2 separate regions of the Cyprinus carpio genome follow, and region 2 is linked to region 1. A link is a contact called in public Hi-C data. All regions are on one chromosome and are shown on one strand. The core of a region is the stretch at or near the end of the contact, and the rest is flanking DNA. Distances in the headings are between cores, read along the strand shown. Region 1 overlaps rrbp1a (ribosome-binding protein 1). Region 2 holds the start of LOC109064555 (MAD2L1-binding protein-like).

The links. Hi-C and Micro-C count contacts between places; a contact is called where the count stands out from the background.
Region 2: a Hi-C map of red blood cells shows a contact between it and region 1, with 4 times the contacts expected there. The contact joins the promoter of LOC109064555 here to the enhancer-like site in region 1. A contact is called at or near these places in 2 of 8 Hi-C or Micro-C datasets (red blood cells and skeletal muscle).

What each region holds. Positions count from the first base shown.
Region 1 is chrA13:19,263,428-19,268,167 of ASM1834038v1, reverse strand. rrbp1a (ribosome-binding protein 1) reads left to right here. Exons shown (of 28, transcript XM_042769254.1): 8 at 810-948; 9 at 1,242-1,369; 10 at 1,632-1,666; 11 at 1,895-1,954; 12 at 2,152-2,275; 13 at 2,372-2,409; 14 at 2,522-2,597; 15 at 2,689-2,729; 16 at 2,856-2,943; 17 at 3,451-3,543; 18 at 4,066-4,158; 19 at 4,276-4,365; 20 at 4,450-4,542. Among protein-coding and RNA genes, the nearest start is that of rrbp1a, 10 kb to the left of the region's middle. Within about 2 kb of position 3,452, at least 2 of the 8 cell types and tissues checked have an H3K27ac peak or open chromatin away from gene starts, as enhancers often do.
Region 2 is chrA13:19,305,390-19,310,392 of ASM1834038v1, reverse strand. LOC109064555 (MAD2L1-binding protein-like) reads left to right here and starts at 3,197. Exons shown (of 3, transcript XM_042769235.1): 1 at 3,197-3,588; 2 at 4,066-4,343; 3 at 4,430-5,003. The coding sequence starts at 3,255. The coding sequence ends at 4,960. It overlaps LOC109101205 (ADP-ribose glycohydrolase MACROD1-like), which reads right to left and starts at 2,560. Exons shown (of 19, transcript XM_042769233.1): 1 at 2,204-2,560. The coding sequence starts at 2,240.

The DNA of each region.
Region 1 (4,740 bases), core at 2,203-4,702:
GTGTATTTAAGAAGCTTGATTAGGCTTGCTGGTAAAACTGAGGCTTTGACCCCCAAGTGCTGGTGCCTCTACTAATGGGATTGTTCACATGCTGGCAGAACATTTGATTGCCAGTTTGATCGCTCAGCAGTGCTCTGTGTGAAAATGGCCCGCGCTACAGGGAACCGCTTCTTCGAGCGATCAGGAATGTGAGCCTGCTTGAGCAGTACAGTTTCAGACAGAAGTATCTGATTATTCATACTGGAAACACACAAAACAGCTTTAGCATCTCTTCGCTGATTCACTGCTACAAACCAAAGACCACTGAATAAAAAGTAGCCTTGTGTTGAAATGTGTCCTGAGCCCATTTTAAGCATCTAGACAGTGTACAGGCTTAGGGGGAGAATGGTTGGTAATGTCTGGGTGTTGTTAGTTGTTGTTATTAGTAGTATTTTTTTGTGTAGAGCAACCTTATTAGAAACCTTATTTTTTTAAGGTTTTGATGTAATCTTTTTTTTTGAGTAGCTGAACACCCATTTAGAAATAAGTGTAAATTTAATTTACATTGCCTCCCTCCACAAAACTGCTTGAATGTCTTTTATCATATCAGAACATAAAATTGTGGTTACTGTTTTTAAAAAGTTTATGTAGTTATGCTCCATTATGGCTTTGATTGCATTAAAAAGGAACACATTTTACATTTTATTAGTTTTTGCTTTCCCTAGGTTTCGAACCCATGTCCTTGGTGTTGTTAGCGTTGTACTCTGCTGTTTGAGTTGTATGACCATGTCTGAACTGTGTTTTCTGGTTTCATGCTTTGTCATCTGCAGGGGAAATGGGTGAGCAGTGAAAAGGCTCTGCAGAAGCGTCTGGAGGACGTGAGTGAGGAGCTCAGACAGACCCAGAGCAGTAGAAACAGCCTTCAAACACAGCTTGAACAAGCTCAGAAAGATGCCACTGCTCTAGCAGGTCAGCAGCACCCAATTGGTTCTTAAGCAAGGAAGCACACTGTACAACCACAAGATGGATTCTACAAGATTCAGTCTGCTTTAAAAAGATTTCTTTTTAACTGAAAAATAGGTTAGATCTGATCTGCAAATCCTGCAAGGTATAATGCTTGCAGTATCTCTAATGTGCCCTTTAACCAAACACTTAACATCAGGTTTCTTGCGTACTTTATATCGCTTTGGACAAACGTATCATGCAAAATTATGAATTAGTAATTAGAAATAAGTGTGCTTTTCCTAACTGCACTGTTTCAGAGGCTCAAGCTCGTGTGGCCAGTGTGGAAGCAGAAATGATAGAGCAGACCGGACAGTTAGAGAGTCTGCAGAGACAGCTAAAACTGCTGGAGGCGAGCCAGAACAAAGAACAAAACCATAATTCAGAGGTGACACTCCACTTTCAATGTCCCAATACATGTCTTTGTCACTGTATAATAAAATATAATTATGTGTGTAACCTCATATAAATTTCTCAGTTGCACTTTATTTTACAGTTTCCTTGTTCCAATGTAGTTGTAATATTAATTAATAACATGTACTTAGTATAGGGTTAAAATTAAAGTTTAAAGTTTGATAAACATTATGTAAATGATGTAATGTATGGATAAGCAGATATTTCATATGCATTTGCATGTTTAATATTTACAGGCTTTGATAGCTGAACTGGAGCAAGCAAAGAGCAGGTAAGATGGAAGGCTATATTTATTAAGGAAATATGATTTGTTTTCAGATGACAATGAGATGTTTATTTTTTCTTCACTGACAAATCTTGTGTTTTGCACAGTTACATCAACAGTTACACAATTTTAGTACAGTTCAACCCAAAAAAAAAAAAAACCTTAATACATTTTCATAAGCTTTGCTTCTAACATTTGTTGAAAATGCATTCATATTGATTGTTTAATCTATAGCCAGAAGGAGAAAGAAGAGGAGCTGATCCAACTCAAAAACATCATTGCCAACCAGGTGAAGCGGAACATACTGCCTGTTTTTAGACTTTATCAGCTTCTCTTAGTATTTCATTAGTAAATTTGACTTAATGTGTTCCCTTATTTGAACCAATCACATGTCCTCTTCAGGTGGATAACACAACAGAGTTGCAGCAATTGCAGCACAGGTACGAGAAGTATTTTCTGGTGCTTCACTAATACAGTTCAGTAGTTCTTAGTTGATTTGAATCCGTTTATTCTATCTTTTCCTTTGAACTTAAGATAAAAGAAAAAGATGATGAAATAGCAACTCTTCAGGGAGAGCTCCAACAGTTTAAAGAAAAAAGTTCAGAGCTCACCAGAGTAAGTTTATCATATGCAAACCTTTACACGTCAAACAATAATTCAGTTTAGACTTAACCATTCATGCCAATTTTTTTTTTTTTTAATTATTCATAGCTTGAAAACACAGAAATGCTGGAACAGCTACAAAACAGGTATACCTTATTTGTGATCCAAACAACAGCTTCAAATTCAAAATGTTAATTTTTTTTCACATTCTGTTATTAAGATTGAATGCTGTATGTTCTCTTTTTCCTGTTCCTGTAGTTTGAAAGAAAAGGAGTCTCGCGTGGCTTCGTTTGAAGAAGAGATGAGGCACTGTAAAGAACAGTATGACACTAAAGTTAGTGAGACTTTGCTGTTATTATTATCTAATTTAGTACTTTTGACTTTTTAAATGCAGTGATTTCTAATAATGCACCCTTCATTTACAGCTGGCAGATAGCACAGCCAAACTGGAGTTACTACATAAAAGGTACATATTCAGTCCAACTGAAGGCCACTGCATGTTTATGTTCCTGTCAGCCACCCACATTAACACCATTCTGTGATAAATGTCATCCTCCACAAAAAATGAGTGTTTTTTCATAATGATTTTCAGTGTAACTGAAAAAGAGAGCCTAGTGACATCACTACAACAGGAAGTGCAGCAGCTCAAGGATCTAAATCAGTCACATGGCAAGAATTACGTAAGTAGCCAAGACTATTGTGGATGTGCTTGTTTTTATCTTGCATGTACACGGTGGTTCATAAAAATATGCGTAGGCACACATCTTATCTCATCATGTCAGCTGGGGATGTGGTCTTGCTGTATAAAGCAGATTGATGCAGTGCTCTTCCATTTCTATTTCAGAAGTCTTGACTTTTAAATTACCTAGGTTTTTCTGTGTGTAAAATGTTACCGGTACTACTGGTATTAAAATGGTGACACAGATAAAAGAAGTGTTAAGGGTCATCATTTTACTCAACAGTTTTAGTTTTAAAGAAACTTATTCAACAAAAATTATTTATGTTTCTTATTATTTCACTATTTAAAAATTTATTTTGGTTTAGACAGTATTTAGTTGTGCTAAGTGTCTCAGCTTTTACCTGAGACACAAGATAAAAATTTTTTTGTTGAATTTCTGTGCATAGATTTGAATTTTTGTTATTTTTAGAGGTGTTCAGTTGTCACTGAGCATATCATTTCATTACAGGAAAGTTTGGAGGATATGCTGAAATCTGTCCAGGCTGAGACCAAAGAAGTTCTTCACTCTCTTTTCCCACACATCAACATAGAGACCGCACAGGTGTCTAGGATTTCAGTTTTCTCATACTTTTTATTTCTCAGTTTTGTTTTTGGATCCAGTTGTAATATTGACTTACTTAATATTGAAAGCAAATACACATATCATCAGTCACTCTATACACACAGTTCCATTCAGAAGTTCTGCATTTATTTGATCAAAATTACAGTAAAAACAGTAATAATGTGGAATAGATTACTATTTAAAATAACTGTTTTCTGTATTAATAATTTTACAATTTAATGTATTCTGTGATGGCAAAGCTGAATTTTCAGCATGCATTACTCCAGTCTTCACTGTGACATGGTCCTTCAGAAATCATTCTAATATGATGACTCTGGTGCTCAAGAATTTTTTTATTATTGCTATTATTATCAATTGTGTATATAAAAGTATTAATTTCCTTAAAAAAAAAAATCTTGGTGACCCCAAACCTTTGAATGGTATTGTACTTGATGCACTTCTCTTAATCACATCCTTGATTTTTTTTTAGCTAATCCTGAGTCTCTCGTTCTCTTCTTTCAGACCAATTGGCTTCAGGACTTTGCTGTGAAAGCACAAGAGGTGCTAAATCAAAAGCAACTGAGCCAAGAATCCCAGCAGAACACAGAGATGGTGGTAAGTGTGCTGCTGATCGTAGACTTGTGCTAATATCATCTAAAGTGGTTCTTTGTTGCCCCCTAGTGGGAATGTAAGGTATATTTGTAGTTACTACAATGTTGTTTTTATTATAAGGAGATAATGGGCAAACTACAGGCAGCCCAGGAGAGTCACTGCACACTACAGTCTGAGTGTGAGCAGTACAGGAATGTACTGGCTGAGACGGTGAGATTATACACCAAGAATCTGCTTCAGCAAAGCCTTAATGAGAATTGGATCAAGCCAAATTTGTTTCCTGATGTTCTATAGGAGGGGATGCTGAAAACACTTCAGAAGAGTGTAGAGGAGGAGGAGAGGGTGTGGAGGACCCAGATAATGGAGTCAGAGGAGAAACTGAGGATGGTAGGTCAAAACACCGTATTAACACACACAAATATAATTCTAGAAATCTAAAAAGAGTTTATGATGTTTCCTTTTGATTATAGAAAATGCTGTTTTTGGTTATAATTTTTTTTTAAGTTTTCATGGGCAAGCTGTGTTTATGGAAAATGTTCATAATGTTTCGGGGGAATTTGGTAGATCATTCCACCACCAAGGGAC
Region 2 (5,003 bases), core at 1,948-4,447, 42 kb before region 1:
AGCATGGGCAAGACCAAAGGATGTCAGAGACAAGATTGTAGATCTGCACAAGGCTTAAATGGGCTACAAGACCAACAGCAAGAAGCTTGGTGAGAAGGAGACAACTGTTGGTGCGACAAATCTTGGACAAGAACCTCCTTCCCTCATCCAGAACACTGAAGATGGGTCATGGATGGGAAAATGAGCCGAAACATACCGCCAAGGCAACAAAGGAGTGGCTCAAGCACATTAAGGTCATGTAGTGGCCTAGCCATACTCCAGACCTCCGTCCTATAGAAAATCTGTGGAGGGAGAAGAATCTTTGAGTTGCCAAAAGACAGCCAAGAAATCTTAAGGATTTAGAAAGGATCTGTAAAGAGGAGTTGATCAAAATTCCTCCTGAGATGTGTGCAAACCTGGTGACCAACTACAAAAAAACGTCTTACCTCTGTGCTTGCCAGCCAGGGTTTCTGCACTAAGTACTAAATCATGTTATGCTTGGGGATCAAATACTTATTTCACTCACTGAAATGAAAATCAATTTCTAACCTTTAGATAATGTTTTTCCTGGATTTTTTGGTTGGTATTCTGTCTCTACACGTTAAAATAAAACTACCATAAAAATTACAGGCCCTTCATTTCTTCGTAAATGGGCAAACTTACAAAATCAGCAGGGGATCAAACAAATATTTTCCTCACTGTAGTAAAGTGTAATGGGTTCACTAGTTATTATGTGGTAAAATAAGAAATTAAAATAAAATAAAACAAGCTCTAAGAAGCTCCAAAAAAAGCTTTTTTTTACTCAAGACAAAATAAAACTTTACCTTGATATTCTTGATATAACCCAGCTCCAAAGTGCCCCTGCCGACACTACTGATTTTTCATGCTGACTGCCCCTACATCTGCCTTTTCAACCATCTTTATTAATTTATTTTTTCCGTTTTTATCCTCCTGCACTCCCTGTTGCTACACGAATGAAGATCTGTTTCACAAAGGCTGCTTTATGAGTGCAATGTGTACTTGCAATTTTAAAATAGCACAAAAGCCAACAAACCTGATTCATTTCACCAAGTCATCATCAAAAGATATTATAACGCAAGTATCTGATGTTAGTTCACTGCAATGCACTGTATTACCCTAAGCCATAAGACAACAGCTCTCATCATACACATGCGTTTGATTTATGATAGCAGACCATTAATGTGTGTCGAGTAGCATCACTGTCAACCTAATGATTTACAGTCCTGCAACTTCATAGGACGTGGCATAACCATACTTTACTGGAGGCCAAAATTTCTACAATCAATAAACTGGATAGTCATGAACTTCAGGTCACAGTGAGTGATGTCAAGAACAGGTGGCAGTGCTTGTGCACTTCAAATTATTAAAAATAGCCTTATTCTAATGATAAAGTGTCTCTGTTGTAAAGCACAATCATTAAGGTTCTCAGGTCAAAACAAGCTAAATTATGATTATATCAAACAGACTTGGACAATGCAGAACGTCCAAACATACTAATAAAGTTGCATTATACCATCCTGTTCCCTGAAAGCAAATTTCCAGGAAAGTTTAGCTCCAGCTCTGACCAAACCCACCTGATCCAACTCATTTTTGAGTAGTATGCTTACAGTTTTAGACAATAGGTCTAGAACTAAACTACTTATGAAGGTGGATATCCAGGACCAGGATCTAGCAAAAGTGCATGCATGCATGACATTCTTTTCATTAAATGTTTAATTAACAGAACTTTTAATTTGTAATTTATATGATGCATTTATACAAACTGACTAACATGGAGTCAAACAGGGTTATTCGTCTAGATCAAGGGTACAACTGTCATAGTTCATGGAAAGCACCACGTTGGGGGGTTTATTTTATCATACGGCGTTTCACTAACTGCGCCAATCAAACATGCACATGCTCCAATTCATTTCTAAAAGATTACACACTTATTAATGCATTTTTATTTGCATTTAAACAGATTTTTAAACGCTGGACACATAAGGGCCTTGATCACAGCATCATGCACTGATGCTCCACCTGCATCTGAAGGTGTGCATCTGTCCATGCTGTTGATTCAAGAGGTAGAGCGTCTATAAGACGAAATTTCTCCTGTCACGTGCGTGCCGTGACCCAAGGTTCAAGCCGGTGGATGTCAAACCCCAGACTGACACTACCGTTATGAATGTGAAAGAGACACGACCCGAGTCCAAAAGACCCTTACCTTTCTCCGCTCTCCACTCCTTTTTCTTTTTGCTCATGGTGCCGTGATGTGAGGGCTTCTGGTAACTGGTTTTTGAGTTAAGCAACCCCAGGCTCACAGCGAAATGCGCGCTGAAACTCAAGGGAAAGTGAGAGAGCTCCAGTAGCGTGATGCCTCACCTGTGAAACTGTCAAATTGTAGTTTGGTGGGGAGACTGTGCGGTGATGCAACCTATCTTAACGCTAGCAGTGGTGGCTGCGTGGAAAATGGCGCGCGACGATTGGTCGGCTCGTACGCGGAAGCGGTGTTGCGATTGGATGGTTTCATGCGGCAGTCCGATAAAACGCGTATACGCTTGACGTGCGCTAGGTTGAGCGTCAAAGCGTCGTAGGGTTGGTAGGGTAACAACCGCGGGGAGCGAGTGACAGAGCGTGGTAGCGGAATCTATCTAGCAATGTATCTATGGGCTTCTTTAACAACATACAGAGATTTGTAATATATTTGTAAATCTATAATAATGTGATAGAAATTCCTTTGTAATGCAACTTTTATAATTACTGGAACTAAAAATCCAGTAATTATAAATTTTTTTATAAAAGTTACATTACAAATATTGACCTTTTGAAATCCATACTAACTCCTACACATACTTGCATGAAATCTATACAACATTTGTACAAAGGGGACACTTAATTTTTTGGCAATATTATCATTTTGTTTGCTCTGACGCTATTGGATGAGAACTGAACCTAACAGGATTAGGGTGTATGAAAAAAAAATCAACCTGCAGAGGGCGTCATTCACCGCTTTGCTTTAAATCCGAAGAGAGAGAGAGAGAGAGAGAGAGAGAGAGAAATATATATATATAATAAAAAAAAAACAGGAAGATTTACCTGGCTATTAAAAATAAATAAATCTGTATTCTCATGCTAACCAAAGATTTCTTTATAAAAAAAAAAAAAAAAACATCAAATAAAAATGGAAGAGCAGGACTCTTATTATATTTCCCCTGATTTCCGGTTCCCGTGTTTCCCATGATGCCGTGCCCGGTGTGCAAATTCAAAAAGTAGAAATGGAAGAGGGATCGAAGAGGATAGAGTTTGAGCGTGCAAACATGACTGTCATCAAACATTGTAAAACCAACGAAGTTTCTAACAACAGCACAATTATTCACACCGACCAGTGTACATCTCACGAAGAAGAATCAAAGGTTTCATCTGATGGAGAAAAGGAAAGGAACATTGTGTGCCAGGTCGATGATCCTGAATCCTCCGCTAAATCTAAGGTGGAAAATGTGTACCTCCTGGACAACATTGGTGAGAGTGAGAGAGACAGGGAGTCTTTAACCCCATCAGAGGACAAAGAAAATAGAAACAGCTCCACACATGTAAGAACAGATCATGATGGTAAGTATTGGCAAATAGTTAACGTAGATTTGCTATCTATGCTTCTCATTGCTAAAAAAAAATAAGTTGATCACAAATGAGAAGTCTAGGATATAAACTTGTCGTGTATATATACAGTCACGATCGAGTGACAAATTGCATTTTAATGGTTTTGCTTTACTTTCACTTTCTTTAAATAATTATAAGTAAAACATCTGCTAAATGTCAGCTTCTGGAAATGGATGAAAGTACATGATTTTAATCATCTTAAAGTTAATAAATTATGTGTTTTAAGCTGTTCGAGTCCCTCAATTATATATTTTAATGAAAATAATGCAATTTAACACTTCACTTTACATTTAATGCTATATCTTTGCTGTAGATCATTTTCGATCTGGACAAAAAGAGTGTCACATCATTTATCTCATTGATGTTTGCCACTTTAGTCTGTGCCTCGGAAAACCTCTGAAATTTTGATTCCACTGTTTTTATTTCAAGGTTGCCAGCAGATGGAGGCTTTGGCCAGTTCTTCTGGCAGTCAGAGGGATTGTGAATCTAGTGGAGTGTCTGCAGACCACATTGATGATGAGGAAATATTCAGGAGAGCAAGAGAAGAGGGACGAGTGAATGTTGTCTTTCCCGGCCGTATCACACAGGAAGGTTGCTGTAGATTTGTTTGTGAGCTTCTGAAGTGTGTTCTTTACCAGCGGCAGCAGATGCCCATGACATATGACCAAATGGTGTTCCTCCAGAAACAGCAGCATAATGCCACTCAGGTATTACAGAAGACCTAATTTGATTAGATTTACCTTAATTCATAAATCTAATGAAGTTTGACTTAATTATGCTACCTTTCTCACAGACAGAGGACGTGATAATTCGACGGTCTGGAAAGACATCTGAGGGCTTGGATCGGCGTCGGTGCCAGCGGACATTGCAGGAGCTTGATGAAGTGCTGGCCCACCTTGAGACACTGTTCTCTCTTAGCCAAGTTCCTCGTGTGCTTTTCATGCTGGGTGGGTCTACCATCCTTCCCACCGAGCTGTATGAGGTGAACATGGAAGCGGTGGCCGTAGGGGCCGGGGAAAACAGCTTAAGGACCTCAACCTGTCTGAGACAGCTTTTCCGCACGATGTTTGTGGCTGACCTGTTGTCGGATGCCAAGTCTGTGCGCCTCATGACTACCACGGTCATGGCTCTGGGTCACCGGGATTGTGGCGTGACTGGGTTTAAGCCCAAAATGGATTTTAAAGTTCCCACAAAAGTGAGAAGGCAAGTCATCTCTATAGCCAGTGATTTGTCTCTCACCGGGGAGTTACAAAAAAGAAAAAGAGATCTGGAGGACTACATATGGTTTCAAGCCCCTGTCACAGTGAAAGGTTTCTGTAAATGATAAGAGAATAAAGAGTAGCAGATTTCAGGGAATGTTGAAATAC